Regions from separate parts of the Gossypium hirsutum genome. Here region 2 is linked to region 1. The links are chromatin contacts, called in public Hi-C maps. All regions are on one chromosome and are shown on one strand. The core of a region is the stretch at or near the end of the contact, and the rest is flanking DNA. Distances in the headings are between cores, read along the strand shown. Region 1 holds the start of LOC107916662 (diacylglycerol kinase 5). Region 2 holds the start of LOC107952361 (G-type lectin S-receptor-like serine/threonine-protein kinase SD1-1).

Region 1 (4,258 bases), core at 2-2,501:
TCCAATAAAGTTTTAGTTGAAATGATAAAAGACAATGAAAAATATGATGTTTTGAATGTAGATCCCATAAAGCACATTTTCTAGATTTCACATGATTTAAAAAAAACAAAAATATCCCTACAATAATGGTTATTATTTTATGAAAGAATGATTTTAATAATTGCTCAATTGAATTGAAATATGATTGAAGGGTGACACTAACTTATTAACTCCTTAAATATAAGTAGATAGATTTTAAGGGCATTTTTATAAATAACTTGGATATCACCTCAAATCCAACTTTCATCAAAACCCAACAAAATCTTTTTTTAAAATTTCACCCATCGGAATCCGATTTCGAAAAAAACCCATCGAATTTGTTTTGTTTTTATCCCTAGTTAAGTCCAAAATTTCAAGATGACTGTCAAATTCAATATATGAACACTTTTATCCAAAAGTTTGGAAACAAATAGATTGGGCCATTTCTTAGATAGAGAAAAGAGGCTTATCTAACAAATTTATGGGCCCATCGTTGGCTCAAATTGAAGGGATCTTGAAAGTGACAACCATAAACAAAAAAAAGAAAATGTAATAACAAGAACGAAGTCGCCACTTCATTCCCTCATTTCAGATTTTCGGTTAAAATCAACTCAAAACTACACTACCAGAAAATGTTGTATGAAATCATTGCATTATCTTCACAAAATATCATTTATTTCTTATAAAAATTATTAATGAATTTTTAAAATCCCAAAAATTTGTTTAAATCATTTTATTATTTATTTTGAAAATCTTAAATTCCACAGATAAAATTTAAAATGTAACACATACTCATACTAAAATTACAAAAGGAATAAGACATGTGATAATATTTTTATTTTATTTGTAAAATTAAAAAAATTCGATAATAATATATCAAATATTAACCTTAAAATAAAATAATATATTTAAAAAACTCAATAAATAGTTAAGACTCTTTCTTTTTTTTATGACTTTTCTTAAGAATATAAATAAATTTTTTGAATAGGAAAATGGCATATCTGATATATCCTAACGACTTCATTGGATGTTTTTTCCAATTCACTCTGCCTACTCGTTACTGTCCCAAACTAAATCAACCAATCATCTTTCCCGATTTCCGCCCTTAGATGACGCGTCACTCTCCCGTTCTCTTCCTTTTCAGTAAGTACTGGACCCGGCCGCATCGAATCACTAAGCGTTGGTTAACGACTTAAATGGTCGTACCCCGGGGTCGTTCCATTTTGTCAGTTGGCCAAACACATTTGAAATGGTAAAACGTCTAAAACGACGACAATTTAAGACAAAAAAGGACGACGGCTGCCACTGGAACGATAGGGAAAACCGAAGCTTCTCCCTTCTTTGTTTGTAATTTCTTATTTATTTGCACTTTAGTTATTTGTCTTCTGATTCACACTTGATCTCATCTCCCAACCGATCCGCGTTTCGAATATTTGCGATTAAAAAAAGTTTCAAAAAGACGATGAAGACTTGTTGATTTGCTTTTTCAATCTCCAGCTTTGATTGATTCCTACGGGTTATCTTCCTTATCTTCCTCTGCAGTACGTTACTGTTTCTTTCTTCATCAAGTAAAGCATCATTGCTTCTTTTTTCTTTTTATAATTTAAACTTGTGTACATTTATTTGTATGAAGAACGTAGATATTTCTTGCTTTGATTCTGTTTGATTTATTTAAAACCAAAAGTTAGAGCCAAAAGAAGACGTGTATTAGATATTTTCCTCTCTTTTTTTGCGTTATTATTACTATTGTTGAAGAGAGAAAAAAAAAAGGAGGGAAAAACAGGGGAAGCACGCATTTGAGAATTTTGAGCTAGTTTTCGTATATGTTTCATGATAGAAGAGAGGGAAGTGAAGGAAAAGCCAAGAGAAACAAAGAATTTTGAATTTTGAGAGATTTGAGCTTTCTTTAATTGTTTTCTGAAGGAGGAGTTAAAGAGCGAGCGAAATGAGCGAAAAAGAAATGCTTATTTGAATTTAGTTTTTCTTTTTTTCTTTGTTTTGAAGATTTTCAGTTCATTTATGTGTTCTCTTTAGCTTATATCAGCTGGTTCAGTGTATGATAGAGAGAAAACTGAGGGTCAACGAAGTGGAACTAAGCATAAATTTAATGATTTACGTTTAACTTGTGTTGCATATTATAGTTTTGTTTTCTCTGATCCTTTTTTTGTTTGAGAAGAATGGCATTGATTAGAAATTTGTCATTTTTCCCTGGAAAGGGCTTGGTAGAATTGTCCTTGGAATCGCAGCTCATGGCTAGAGATATTCGTAGTTTTTTTTCTAGAAGGTTTAACTGTTGTTTGTTGCTAATTATTAATGCATATGGTTTAATTTAATTTAGTTTAATTAAGTTAAAGTGATAGTCGGGTTTAGCTTCTGCTCATTCCATTGTTTAGATCAGCGCATATTGGAATCTTCTCCCTGTTCGATTGAATTCCCAAATTTAGTTGATTATGTCATTATCTTTGGTGCAATGCAATAAGAATTGCATGCTTAGCTATATTTGTTTTCTAGTTTTTATGCATTTATCTTTCCCACCATAATTCTATCTAAGCTAAAAGGAGAAAGGATTTTCATGGCAGTTCTAAGGTGCTCAAAGAGTGGCTTAAGTTTTTTTGGCCTATCGATATGTTTTTCAGCAAGTTTATGTTGCATAGCTTTTGATACTGATGCACAGGGTTGATACACCAGCATGATAACTGTGTACTTGTAGCAGTATTCTAACTTTTTTATCTTTCCTTACATATATGACCTGCAGTTGGGACACAATCATGGGCGATAGTATGTTGAACCATATATTGAGTGAATACTACATCCCAAATTATATACTTGTTCCTGAATCAGAAGCAAAGAAACCACCGTGTGTACCTTCTTGTCCAGTCTTAGTCTTTATCAACTCCAAAAGTGGTGGACAGCTTGGAGGGAATCTTCTTTCTACATATCGTTCTGTTCTTAACACCAACCAGGTATTATCTTCCTGCCTTAAAGGATAATGCAAGTGTGACTATAAAGATCCACCTTTTGAATTAAACTCGACTGATTGATCTTCAGGTTTTTGATTTGGGAGAGACGAAACCTGATAAGGTGCTACACCAAATTTATGCCACTTTGGGATCACTTAAGCAGCGTGGAGATGGTTTTGCTTCAGCTATTGAGAGTAGCTTGAGAATAATCGTGAGTTGACATCTTAAGTATATGTTTATGTTTACTGTCAGGTTTTTTGTCTGCCTTTACTAATTTACATGTTACATCACATACATACATGTGTATATGTAGAGTGTGTCTATGTTATACATGGCGCAGTTGATGTCTAAATTGCTTAGGCTGTTTGCTAGGTTGCAGGTGGCGATGGCACAGCTGGCTGGCTTCTTGGTGTAATATCCGATCTTAAACTGCCTCATCCACCTCCAGTTGCTACAGTGCCTCTGGGAACTGGAAACAACCTGCCTTTTTCTTTTGGTTGGGTAGGATGATGCTTACTTGACTCGTCTAGTTTATTTTATTAATTGTTAGTTCACATCGGTCTTGAAGATTGTTTTTTTCTTTATCTGTTGTTGCCTTTCGTTCTAATGATATCATTTGACATGTGAATCACGAACTGTTTCTGGTTGTTGTCATATCTCTTTTCCATGAACAAGAATGCTGGTTTTCTTTTCTGCTTCTTTCCCTGTTTTGTTCTCAATCTCTCATCAATTGTTATTGCCGTATTGGCGGAAAAAACAACAAAATTTACAATCCATAATATTTTGAAGCTGAAAATTTTACATCTATACTGCTAATTTTGTTCACTTAATCGTTGTCAGTGATGCCAAACTGTCTTTTCAATCCCCTTAAAAGAAAGGATTAGTATAAGTGGTTGCCATATGTTTTAGTGATCATTACTAGTATTTATTGTTTCCAAAATGTTTGTTCCACATTTGACAAACAGTACTAGAAGAATTGGTTCAATTGAGTTAGATTTTCATGCCTTTTGTTCGGTTAATTTGCAGGGAAAGAAAAATCCCGGCACAGACAGACAATCCGTATTCTCATTCTTGGAACAAGTGAAGAATGCAACCGAAATGAAAATAGATAGGTAATATACTATTCAACAGCCGTCTCTTTGTTTTTATGAAGCTAATTAGAAACATAGACACACGCTTCTATTTACCTATCTTTTACTTCCTGATAAGCAAGCAAGTCATAGTGCTTTATATTAATTAAGGTTCAGGAAGGTGCGAGACTGTGCCTCCTCCTAAATGAA
Region 2 (4,119 bases), core at 190-2,689, 290 kb before region 1:
TTAAATTCGAGATGATACCTAATGTTGAATTGGCCATCCGTACGTAGAGATCTTGCCCACCGTCAGGGTATATTCTCATATCAATAAGGTCACCGAACCACAGCAAGCATCCATTACCTCCATTTCTGATATCTGAATTTGCATAGGCGATGCAAGAGCAGTTCTTTGAACACTTCTCTTGGCATTCCTTAAGGCTCATGCTTGCATCAAAAGAAGAATTCGATGTGTCAGGTAATTTCAACCCATTATACTTCGTAAAGACAGAATTTTGACAAGCCAATTCAGTCTTTCGAACGCATCCGCCAGACCATTTTGAATGATCCCACTCTGTAGGGTACTTTGGTTCAAATCCATCCAAACAAGCACAGTTGTTGGTGCTGCAGCTAGCATATGGACCACATACAGCATAATGGTCGCATTCATCGAGAGGAGCAAAATAGATCTCAATCCAAGATTGCGATTGTTTCGTTCTCACTAGGCGCCGCAAAAAGCCTGATTGATTCACAACTAACCTTGAAATCAATGAAGGATAGGGCTCACCTCTGTAGTACACCTCATTCTTATTCAACTCAAATGTAAACTTGAATAGGTTAGATGATTCAACCTGTTTTAGATCAGGAGTCCCCGTAAACCTTTCCCCATTCCATGACCCTCCTCTGTAAAAGATTGCACTTCCATTTCTCACAACTAGCTGGGGAAACCCCTCGGGTTCTATCAAGGCCGAAAACCGGCCTGGGGCAGGATCATTGAGGCCCTTCCAAGATGATAGAGACCAGTTCATTCCTGTAATGAAACTCTTCCCAAGCTTCATCCCTGGCAGTAAGGTATCACAAGGATAATCAAAGCTTTGCCATAATAAGTTTGCCGAGCCGCTGTCGTTTCCATCTTTTACGACAAGATTTCCAGAGTCCAAGAGCTGCAGAACTGGATTTTCAGCAGTTCTTGTTCTATTGGATGACCATATAATGCCAGTTTTCTTATCCTGGAGAATAATACTACCTTCCTTAGTGACATTTAAAACTCCGAAATGATCGAGAAGAGGAGCCTCGCGGTTGGCTATCCAAACGACAGTCTCAGGAGAAACTTTGTACCATATTCCTAGGTAACGTGTTGTTGAATTAACTGGGCTACTGAAGAATCCCAATTCAAAAGTTTCGTCACTTGAAACTAGAGCTTCCCCATCTCTGATAGATCGGCCTGGAGTAATATTATCTGTTGCAGCAGAGGCTGCCAAGACAAATACTAGCATATAAGCCAACAAAAAACACCTTCCAAAACCTTCAGTTGATTTTCTCTCCATAATTCAATATGAAACTACTGATATCTTAAAAAAAAAAAAAAAGAGAATAAGCTGCATTTATCAGCCCGAGAGCTTAAAGCAGACCTTAATAATTTTAGTAGTTCAATGAAGATTCAATGCAAATTCTATTTTCTGAAGAGTGCCAAGCATTTAATAAATATCTCAATCCACTTATACAAATCAGTGTTAATTAGCCTACCAGGCTCCCACATGGAATCAACGTAGACTTGATCAACTTTTTCATGCATTTAATGAAAAATTAATGCATGATGCTGATATAAAATAACCACCTTTCCATTTAACTATAATGTCTAAGCTTATCCAAAAACACATTGATGCAAATGGGCTCTCAAACAAACTTCAATCTTGACAACTGCAGGCATATAAAGAAAATTGCAAGGCAAATAACATTTACTCTTAAATGGATTATAATGCAGATTTGTACCTATTTCATTACAATAATTGCTTTCAACTATACATTAACTTTAAAAAGTTACCCAGTTTTCTTTTTTAAGGTATCTAGAACCCTTGATGCGTCGGAGCTTGTACAGGCATATGCTTTTGCGACTAATATCTCATTGTTAAATGTTCCTAAGAATTGTCAAATTATCAACTCCACTTTCTATGTAATTATAAATTTTCAATTGAATTGATCAAATCCTTCACCTTCTCTCCACTTTGACAGCAAATTTAATGCCATTAGTTGGCCTGTCAGGTCCAACAGTAACATCTAGGGTCTACCCCTGTTTTCCAATAGGACAAGCATTTAATTGATTATTAACCCTTGCATTTTTTTCAGAAAAAATATAATGATAATTTTATCTTTTAATGTTTATATTTTTTCTATCAATTTAATTTTTATTTTTTTAAATTAAATTAACTCTTATTTTTTAAAAGAAGTCAAATCATATTTTTTTAATAAAAATATTTATTAAAATATTAACTTTTTAATGATGTTGATGTGGTAACCTATATAGTAATTTATGTGTACTTTATGAAATAATTATAAAATTACAAAAGATTCAAAAAAATAAAAATTATATATAAATAGTTCATAAAAAATATAAAAAAGTAGTATTAAATACATGTAAATTGCTATGCAGATTATCATATTTAAAATTTTAATGGTTTAGAAAGTAATTTAGTTAAAATAATAATAATTTGACTCTTTTTAAAATATATAAGATCAAATTTTAACTTAAAAAAAATAAAAATTAAAATGATAAAAACTATTAGTTTTTTACTTTTAATGAGCCACTAATGCATCAATTAGTTGCTTTTCTGGGTGCTTCAACGAGGCCTACAACACAATTGATTGGGCCTTTTTGGACTTTGTTATGCAAATAATGGGCTTCGGGGCGCGTTGGTGATCAAGGATTTACACGTGCATATCAACAGCTTCCGTTTATATTTTAGTTAATGGTTCTCCCACCTATTGATTGTCTATCAATCGAGGACTTAAGCAAGGTTGTCAACTCTCCCCCTTGCTTTTCAATTTGGTGGCGGAGGCTCTTAGCCTTTTGTTGGATAAAGCAGTGTCCATTGGTTTATTAAAAATTAATACGTTTATAAAACTCAAAGAAATTAATACATAATATTAACTTTTGATAAATCGAATGTATATAATTAAATGTAAAATAATTACAAAATTATTGAAACAATAACTATAAGAAAAGGTACTTGCTCGGATTGACCAAAAGGCTTGAAATGCTAAATTCAATTTGACTCTTTTAATTTTTTTTTCAAATTGGTTTGCTCACTTTTTTCTTGTTGCTCTTCCTTTATTTTACTAGTAAACATTCTTTTAAAATATTTTTCATTCTTGTTAAATATTTAAAACAAATAAATCTAAATCATAAACACAAAGGTTTTTATGAAACTAACAAACAACTAATAATTTTCTTTCACAAAAAAAAAATTGAAGTGTATATTTTTTTCAAACACAAGATTCACAATAATCACGCTATCAACAACAAATTTTAAATAAGAACGCTACATTTTTAATCAATATTTAAGAAATTAAGATTATATAAATACAATCAATCTTAATTTTTTGAAGGATTTGTATTAGTTAACCTTTAAAAACAATTACCTAATTAAGATGTAAGTAATTTTAAATATCCCAAAATCATTTAATAAATAAACTAAATCTTGCATATAGATTATAAACTATCATAAGAAAATTCTAAATTCTAAATTCTAAAATTTCTAAATATTAATCAATAAAATTTGAAAAGAAAGGAGAATTTTTACCAAATTAGGCAAATTCACTTGAAAGTATTTTTGTGAGGTTTTTATTAGAAGATAGAGATTCATTTATTTTATATAAAATAATTTATTTTGAAAATTTTAATGGGCGATTTTCAATTTTTTTGTGGAGGTTTGGCATAGAAAGAATTGGTCTTTGTAAACAGGTGATTAACACCTAGTATGAAAATTGGGCTAATAATCTCCTCCCTACAAATCTGGCATCTCGACATAAATCTTGGGTTTGGTGGGACACTTGATCATCGTCTAATTAGAATCAGTTTGGAGGATGCTTTCTTGCTAATATTTGTGATCAATTAGGAGATGGTTCTATTGTGAACTTTTGGACCGATATGTGGGTAGGGAACATTAGAGAAGAAAGAACTCAACATTAAAATTTATATTCCCTGGGATCTTTGCTTTATCTGAAAGGAAAGATGGAAAGGTTGTCGAGTTCAAATTTTGGATCAACGATCAATGGAATTGGTATTGGTAATGGTATATTCTATTAAAATATCTTAAATATATATATATTGTATTTTAATAGTTACAAATAGAAAGTTATAAGTAAT

The links. Hi-C and Micro-C count contacts between places; a contact is called where the count stands out from the background.
Region 2: a Hi-C map of leaf shows a contact between it and region 1, with 2.7 times the contacts expected there. The contact joins the promoter of LOC107952361 here to the promoter of LOC107916662 in region 1. A contact is called at or near these places in 4 of 34 Hi-C or Micro-C datasets (callus, hypocotyl and leaf).

Annotation. Positions count from the first base shown.
Region 1 is chrA01:8,921,466-8,925,723 of Gossypium_hirsutum_v2.1, reverse strand. LOC107916662 (diacylglycerol kinase 5) reads left to right here and starts at 1,251. Exons shown (of 13, transcript XM_016845986.2): 1 at 1,251-1,586; 2 at 2,774-2,981; 3 at 3,067-3,189; 4 at 3,351-3,479; 5 at 4,005-4,090. The coding sequence starts at 2,787.
Region 2 is chrA01:9,208,828-9,212,946 of Gossypium_hirsutum_v2.1, reverse strand. LOC107952361 (G-type lectin S-receptor-like serine/threonine-protein kinase SD1-1) reads right to left here and starts at 1,439. Exons shown (of 7, transcript XM_041075846.1): 1 at 19-1,439. The coding sequence starts at 1,300.